3 separate regions of the Mus musculus genome follow, and all the other regions are linked to region 1. Evidence: chromatin contacts called from public promoter capture Hi-C data. All regions are on one chromosome and are shown on one strand. Each heading gives the region's core, a stretch centred on a gene start, on an enhancer-like site or on the middle of the called end of the contact. The rest is flanking DNA. Distances are from core to core; before and after follow the strand shown. Region 1 holds the start of Ubxn2b (UBX domain protein 2B). Region 2 has its middle 340 kb from the start of Bpnt2. Region 3 has its middle 280 kb from the start of Bpnt2.

Region 1 (2,700 bases), core at 100-2,599:
TTTCTAAACAACCAGGTAGTATTTTGCTGACATGTGTAAGATGTTTCCATTATCTGTCTTAGAACTTATCTGTGACTTTTTACTTGTGGTCTTTCCTGGCCCAACAACTGTGAAAAGTTCTTCTCCTTCAAGGCCCAACATTAAAAGGTCATTTCTTGTCAAAAACATGATGGGAATTTTTAAGGCAGAATGTGTATCAAGACAGCAATGCAAGGTTTGGTAACTTGTACTGCTAGTTTCTAGTTTAATTATCATTTGCCTCGCTCAAGTACATCATTACATACTCAGCAATATGAGTGGAGCACTGTTGAGTTAACTGAACTGGGGAGAGGGACCATTATCCTTTGCCTTCTGAGTCTCAAGCTGAAAATAAAACTGAACTAAATAAATTTTCAGGAGAAAAGGACACACATTTTATTTTTTTTAAAACAATCATGTGATTAGCGTCTTCGTGGGAAACCTGAAAGCCTGTGTGGCTGTATCTACATACCAGGGGCAACCAAGAAAAGTAGCTAAGATGTGGATTTAATTCTAAAAGGTCTGTTGCAGACCTCTCAGTTTCATCTTCTCTACCTCATAAGTTTTTGTTTTTGTTTATTTTTTTTAAGTGCTCGAAACTCAAAGAACAGCCAAGGCAGCAGGCTGTAGGCTCCCACCTAGCATGGTACACACAACAGGCACCAAGAGAGTATTCTCCATTCACATACAGTCCGCGAGTAATAAATACTCTTTGCAAAGTAAAGTGTACTCTGTTACCTGCTTATATCTTTCTTTCCCTTCCTAGCTTATAAATTTCATAAAGGCTTCTTTTTTTTTTCTTGGGAGGCAATTCTTGGAGGTGTAAGTGTCTGGGACTTAAGATGAGAGTTAAGTCAATCCCAGCAGAAAAGAAGATGGCTTAAGAGTCTCCATTCTCATTGCCAAAAGCTTTACCGTGTTTCCTATCCTCAATACGGATCCACTCAGAAGGACTAATTTACCATCCAATCCTGGATAAGGGAAAATGACAGATAAGGGGAAATGAAAGGTGGAGTTGTTCATCTGCTAAGATATTGCATTGTTGAGTTAAATGAACTTGGAAGACAACGCTGCGCTCTAAAGGCAACCTACAGCATCTCCCAGCGAGTCGAATGGTGACTATAGAGAGATCTCAAAAACTGAAAAACTGGCGAGCCCTGCGGACCGGAACCCTACAGCGAGTGCGCACCGGCTGGTGGGGGGAAAAGGAGCCCGGAGGAACACCACGAACCCGGCACGGCTCCGCCCCCTCTCCAAGGCAGTGGGAGTCACGGAGTGGCTCCGCCCCTTCCACAGTCGCTAAGCAACCAACCCCGGAAGTCGCGGTCCGGGGCAGGCGCCGCAAGCGGGTGAAAGATGGCGGAGGGTGGCCGTGCGGAGCCGGAGGAGCAGGAGCGTGGGTCCTCCAGGCCACGGCCCCCAAGTGCGCGGGACTTACAGGTGCGCAGGCATGGAGCGCGGCGGCGGCGGGCGAGAGGGCGTGGGCATGGCGGGCGCGGGCCAGAGCCACTTTGTACCTCACCTGAGCCTGTCTCCGGAGAACTGGAGGGTCTCTCCTGGAGGCGCATTGCGGAGGGGTGCGTGTGGAATCCTGTGCCCTAGCCTCAGGCGGCGGTACAGGGGTTCCCTTCACGCTGGATGCACAAAGCAAATGTCATTTTGCCGAGCCATCTGGGTGCCTCCCAGCTGATGCTGCCTGCATTTGGGGAGTTGCTGTGGCCAGTGATAAATCAGCCATCACTAAAAAAGTAACTTTAAAAATGACGCGTGCTGGTTTGTTCTCCTGGATGCTTTTTCACGTTTGATGATTTATACATTAAAAGCACTTTCTTCTCCAAAAGCCTGCGGTTTTGCAGGGGAGAGCTTAAAACAGTTCAGGCTTTGGTCACAGCTCGCTTGAAAGAGTTCACAAAACAGCTTAACAGAAATAAAACTCAGCAATGTTAGGATGCTGGCATTAGCTAAACACTTGTCCGATGCTAATACTGCTTGTCCATTTTAGCCTTTTTTTTCTATCTCCTCATGAAATCATTGATAAAACTCAAACGATTAAACATATATTAGGGGTTATAGTTCAGAATAAATGAGCCTGGATTCGCAAACCTTGACAGAGCATTTTTATAGCAGGTCTTCATTCTGTAACCAGACGTACTGACCGTTTGCCATTCTAACTTTGTGCTGAAGCTCTGGGAAATGTGGATACAAATAGGACATCAAATCCAGAAGTAGTAGTGGATACTGTTGTGTGCTATCAAATTTTGTGAAAGGTCTCAGATTTGAAACAGGCTTGTAAAGCAGCTTTACAGACCAAGCCAATGCAGAATTCTAATGGTATTAATTGAGCACTGGTTGGTTCCGGTGACCCCGGAGCCAGTTAGCTCGTTATCTTAGAGTAATTGTCACTGTGATGAAACACCATGACCAAAGCAGCTTGGGGAGGAAAGACTCATGCTTCCACTCACAGTTCCTTATCAGACAGGACGTCAGAGCAGGAACATGGAGGCAGGAGCCGATGCAGAGGCTATGAAGGGTGCTACGTACTGGTTTGCTCCCCAAGGTTTCTTCAGCCTGCTTTCTTATAGGACCCTGGGCTCACAGCCCCGGTTTGGCACCACCCATAGTGTGTGTGGCCCTCCACCATCCATCACTAATTAAGAAAATGCTCCAAAGACTTGCCTACAG
Region 2 (2,700 bases), core at 27-2,526, 1.1 Mb before region 1:
CAAACTATATCTAAACCAAAGGATTGGGTTCAGCAAGCAAGGGCAAATATTCTCCACATAATGGACATGGGGTTTATGATTTGAGACAATCACTCTGACAGTACAAAATCAAACCAGGCCCAGAGAGATCCTGATCTCAGAACTGGGTGAATGCTCAAATCGAGAGCATTTTCAATACACTACAAAGTGCTTATATAAGATCATGCCCATGAATCTGGATCCCTCTGGGGTTTCAAATTATTCCCAGGAGACTGAGCCACACTGCGCTTGAGAAGCACGCGGACTAGTAGGGATGGCAGAAAATCAATGGATGATTGTAACATTAAGGAAATGTAACTGAGGGAGCAAGGAAGTTCAAAATCCCTTGAAGGAACACATGAGCTTTTATCAGGTAGGCAGAGAGGTGCTAGAAGGATTGTAGTTAAGAAAAAGATGGAAGAGATATTTTGAACTGCTGAACTAAAAATGTTGGAGTCATGAGGCAGCCCAAGGAAACCTTGCAGGGGAAAGTTAACTGAGATATTAAAAGGGGTAATACCCAGAGTTGTGGGCTCTGTATTTCTGATGTCTGAAATAGCACGGCTCTGCATGGTCAGTTACAATAAGTTTTGAACCATACCAAGTACAAGTCAAAATAAATGTGTATTCTTTATAACATATCATTTCAGGCAAAAGATTTATGATATTTCTAAATTTTCTTGCCTTTATTTCCTCCTGTCCCATCCAAAATAGTATTTGCCTATAAATATAGGCATTCTTGTGTATACTTTATTTTTATTTACATCCTTAGAGTTAAACACAGGCTTGGTATAGTTTGTGCTTGCAGCAAATACAGAAAGTTGCAGGAAACCTGTGAATATAAACCATAAATGCACTATTATAATACAGACTTGTAGAATTTTCAGGTGATCTAGAGCTAAACTTGATGGTTCAGAAAGGTTGTTGTTAAGGGAATAGTGGATTTATTTAGAAGTCTTGGAGGCGAGTTTTACTCTCTGTTATTTGTTTGGTTTGGAAGACTCTTGGCCATGCCATAATTTTCTCTTCTTCTCACAAACAACCACAACTTTAACACTGTGTTCCTGCTCCTTGCTTCATATTTTCCGGGCATTTCTTGCCAAACCACATTGACTCTTTTTACTTTTTTTTTCATGGAAACTTCCAGCCAGCTATCTCCTGAGTTTCTTACAGAAAAGGCCTTTAGGCACCACAACAGTTCTTTTGAGTGCTTTCTCTTTGAACTGTGTAAGACTGAGTCAGTCTGAGTTCTGGAAACCAAAAATATCCCTTATGTAATAAATCAAAGCGACACTAAGGTACACAGTGTCTCCAGCAGTATGAGGGGGAAACAGGCTTCTGAGACAGTCATCAGAGCTCCTTTCACCCGTCCCTTAAAGCAGGATGTGTTTAGTACATTCTACTGAGGACTAAGATTTAGGGATTTTTTTTTTTTTTAATCTTCTGTAACTTACATACTTCACAGAATCTTAGATTCTTCTGAGTGATAAATGTTATGCAATGGAAGGTGAAATAACAGCTCTGGCATTGTATTAAAAACTTGAGAAAAAGCAATGGAATGTTCCTAGCACAGATTTTAATTTAATCATTATAAATTTGAGTCAAATAAGGGTGACCTGTCATTGTCAGTGATTGACTTAGGATACTACAACTGTTAAAACCAATGTATTCTGGACCAGGGAATAGACTGGTACATTCTGGATTCAGCAAGAATCTCTTGTGTCCTTGAAACTGTTTCCATCCTTGTGTTTCAGCCTGTGCAGTGTCTTCATGGTTTCTTCTGCATGTCCATTCCTGTGCCAGTACAAAATTCTTTTCTTTCCCCATTGTGCTAGAGATTGAATCAGAGTACCACACATGAGGGGAGGGTCCTACCACTAAGTGATATCCTCAACCTCCATCTTTAATCATTATAACTTTATAATGTTCCTCTAATATTTTTTGAGCTGTTATACTCATCTCCTCCCCTCTTCTTTTGTCACCTAGGTTTATTACTACAAAGTAAAGGAAGTTACAGCACAACAGAAACTTGGGTTTATCGCTACAAAGTAAAAGAAGTCACAGTACAGCCGAACATTGACCCAATCCCTTGAAAAGAAGCAAATGTTTCAAGCAATTAATACTTCAAATTACTAAATGTTGTCTCCTTCTATGAAATTAAATCATTTTATTTTTTACTGCATTCTGGATACTCTCGCCCCTGTGTCCTCTTTTTTCCTCCCTCCCACCCCTGTTGACCCTGAAACCCCATATTCCTACCTGCTCATTTCCTAGATGAATGACTTTTCTGTACCTCTGGTTTATAGTATGGCTAGTTTAGTTTACTCAACTATTTGTATAACAACTATATTGTGACTATCTATTGAAGCTTGGTGAGGGTCACCAGTAGGTGCATAACTGAAAGTATTGACTGCCTCTTTCCCTGAGTCTATCCATACAGAAGTGTTGAGCAGTGAGAGAAAAGGCTTCTGGATTCCCTCTTCATCCTTGTTAGGATGTTTAAGGCCCTCTTACGTGTAGGACTAGTAAAATCATTCAAGGTTATTGGAAGTTCATGATTGTAATGCCGTGTATTATCTGGAGGATGTTGTTTTGTACTCCTCATTCTTATCTTGTAGCTCTGGCAGTCATCTTGAACCTCTTCAATAAGGAACCCCCAAATCCTGGAGAAAATATAGATGT
Region 3 (2,700 bases), core at 10-2,509, 1.1 Mb before region 1:
TTGTTTAAGTTGTGAGCACAACTCTACAACACAGTACAAAGACAAAAGGACTACAAAACTAGCTTCACCTCCTCGTTGCAATGAAATCCTCAAAACTGGGAAAATCCAATTCCCCCTTTCCTCCCCCACTTTTCACTTATTGTCACCTTGGAATATTTTGAGAACATTGAGATCATAGACAATAAAATAGAAAAATAATTTCAGATAAATAGAAATGAATAGAAAAATAATTTCAGGTAATCATTAGCCCACATACACTGTAACTTATATTAAAGAAGTAAGATGGGATTGTTAAGAGTTGTTATAATACAATATTATTGCTAAAAGGAAAAAACAGGAATGGGAATAAAAGAGCCTCCAATGGAGGGGACTATAATTGCCTAAGGTCAAAAAATGAGGAGAAATGGCCTTGACATTCTGCCAACAGTGTGCGTTCATAGACAGACAGACACACACACACACACACACACACACACACACACACACACACGCACAGGCACGAGCATGCGCATGCGCACGTGCCCACACACAGGAGCATGTATATTTACACAAGATTATATACACGCTCATATAATTCATACATACACATGCATGGACACATGCACAAATGTACAACATACACACACAGTACTTTGTTCTTATTTTCCAGTTCGGATTCAGGCTCTGGTTGGGTTTGCTTCCTAGACACTTTTTAAATTGTCCACCCCAGGAATAGTTGCTAAAATACAAAGAAAAGTTTCAAACTGACCTGCATGATAGTTTCTCTAAAGAGGCAGTTCATGATTTTATAGTTTCTTGAAAGGATTATGTTCTTAAAATGGGGTGAACACTATGATTGATTGCTCCCTTCTGCAATGTTCAAAGAACAGACAAAAGAATTTACTAGGAAGGTTAAAGAGCAAAAGTCAAATAATCAGGACATCACCTTCTTCATGGGGCAGCTGGGAGGCCTGCATACTTAACAACTGCAAAGAGCTGAACTGTTTCCTGGCATTTGCTTGTTTTATTACACGACCTATTTAGAAGCAAGAGAAAGGTCCAAAGTAGAAATAGGTTTTAGCCTAAACAAAAGAAGTAGAAATAAAAAATAGGTACAGTTCATCTTCCAGTTATGTGGGACCAGAGTAAATTTTTATACTGAAGGAGAGTGTAGCTCTCAAAAGCAGAGTAATGTCACCATGGTTCAAAACAGCTCTTAACTGACAACCATTAATGCCCTTACCCCAAATCTCAGCTAATGCTAAGAATGGTGGCTTACACCTTTAATCCAAGCACTAGGGAAGCAGAGGCAGAGGGTAAGGGTAGAGGGCAGAAGGCAGAAGGCAGAAGGCAGAAGGCAGAGGCAGAGGCAGAGGCAGAGGCAGAGGCAGAGGCAGAGGCAGAGGCAGAGGCAGAGGCAGAGGCAGAGGCAGAGGCAGAGGCAGAGGCAGAGGCAGAGGCAGAGGCAGAGGGATCTCTTTGAGACTCTATCCCCTGTCCCTAAAAAGTATAACTTTTTAAAAACAGATTTTATTTCTTTTCATTTTAAATGTATAGCATTTTGCCTACACATGTGTATGCACACCACATTCATTCCATGTGCTCACAGATGCCAGAAGAGTCAGATTCCCTGGGACTAAATCACAGTTGGTCATGAGCCAACATGTGGGTGCTAGGAGTAGAAAGCTGGATGGTCATTTGCATGAGTAGTGCATGTTCTTAACCACTGAATTATATCTCCTGTTCCCTCAAAATGTAGCTTTCTATAAAAGACCAGAGAGCGGGAGAGAGTGAGAGGGAGAGAGAGAGACAGAGACAGAGACAGAGACAGAGACAGAGACAGAGGTGGATCTGCTTCCTGTATACACACACACACACACACACACACACACACACACACACACACACACACGTAATGTTTTTACTCCTAAACAGATGCCTTAAAGAACTTAAACAAAAATCCTATTTTTTAAAATTAGAGACAATCTACTTCTTAAAAGACTGCCATATTCTTAGATTTCAGAAACTATATATATCCAGAAACATACTTAAGAACTACAGAGCCATTTCTGGCCATTAGATAAAATCCAACAATCCTCAGAAATTTGTGAAAAACAATTCCCATCTGCCAGAGAGAATGATTACTCTTACCTCTGGCAGAAGGGACATAAGGCTGTCTGTGGTGTGTGCCTAACAAACTATCGAAGCCCACATAGACCTTCAAGCTCCCTCATGATCATAAGTACCAGTTATACATTTCAAAGTCCATCCTAGCATCCTGGCCCTTCCCTCCCCCAGCTACTCATCCTCCTTACAATCCACATGAGTTTGGACCACACCATCACCCTCCCTTTCTAAAAGCCATAACTGCTATTCCCTAACAGCTTTAACAGTTCCCAGCCCCTAAGGCAGGAGAATGGGCAGGTCTGCCCTACAGAAAAAAATACCTCACCAATTCCTGTCTTGTCCCAAGATTAGGCCACATAACCCCTCCAATCCTAGGCCATCCTGGAGAGACCACTCCCAAGAAACCTTATGTACATAAACCTTGTCTTCTGCTCACGTTTCTGCTGCTTATCACAGCAAGGCAGCCACCTTCCTGGGTTCTTCCCTCCCAATAAATCTCTTGTGTGAGGTTTGTAGGGTAAAAAGCCTAGGAAAAGAACATACAGAGTGGGTTTTGGGTGAAGACAGAGGTAAGTTCCCATCTGCAGAGTGGGT

Evidence for each region. Promoter capture Hi-C pulls out the DNA fragments that hold promoters and counts their contacts.
Region 2: a promoter capture Hi-C map of the 3T3-L1 cell line shows a contact between it and region 1, with 8 times the contacts expected there. The contact joins the enhancer-like site here to the promoter of Ubxn2b in region 1. A contact is called at or near these places in 5 of 39 promoter capture datasets (the 3T3-L1 cell line, 3T3-L1-derived adipocytes, hippocampal neurons and 1 more) and 1 of 115 datasets of contacts at active chromatin or transcription factors (astrocytes).
Region 3: a contact with region 1 is called in a promoter capture Hi-C map of second pharyngeal arch cranial neural crest, with 5 times the contacts expected there. The contact joins the enhancer-like site here to the promoter of Ubxn2b in region 1. A contact is called at or near these places in 5 of 39 promoter capture datasets (the 3T3-L1 cell line, 3T3-L1-derived adipocytes, embryonic stem cells and 2 more) and 1 of 115 datasets of contacts at active chromatin or transcription factors (astrocytes).

Annotation. Positions count from the first base shown.
Region 1 is chr4:6,189,756-6,192,455 of GRCm38.p6, forward strand. It overlaps Ubxn2b (UBX domain protein 2B), which reads left to right and starts at 1,350. Exons shown (of 8, transcript NM_026534.2): 1 at 1,350-1,458. The coding sequence starts at 1,375.
Region 2 is chr4:5,129,710-5,132,409 of GRCm38.p6, forward strand. No RefSeq gene overlaps it. Among named protein-coding and RNA genes, the nearest start is that of Bpnt2, 340 kb to the left of the region's middle. Within about 2 kb of position 1,277, at least 53 of the 459 cell types and tissues checked have an H3K27ac peak or open chromatin away from gene starts, as enhancers often do.
Region 3 is chr4:5,073,307-5,076,006 of GRCm38.p6, forward strand. No RefSeq gene overlaps it. Among named protein-coding and RNA genes, the nearest start is that of Bpnt2, 280 kb to the left of the region's middle. Within about 2 kb of position 1,260, at least 2 of the 459 cell types and tissues checked have an H3K27ac peak or open chromatin away from gene starts, as enhancers often do. A contact at or near this core is called in second pharyngeal arch cranial neural crest, where this site is marked.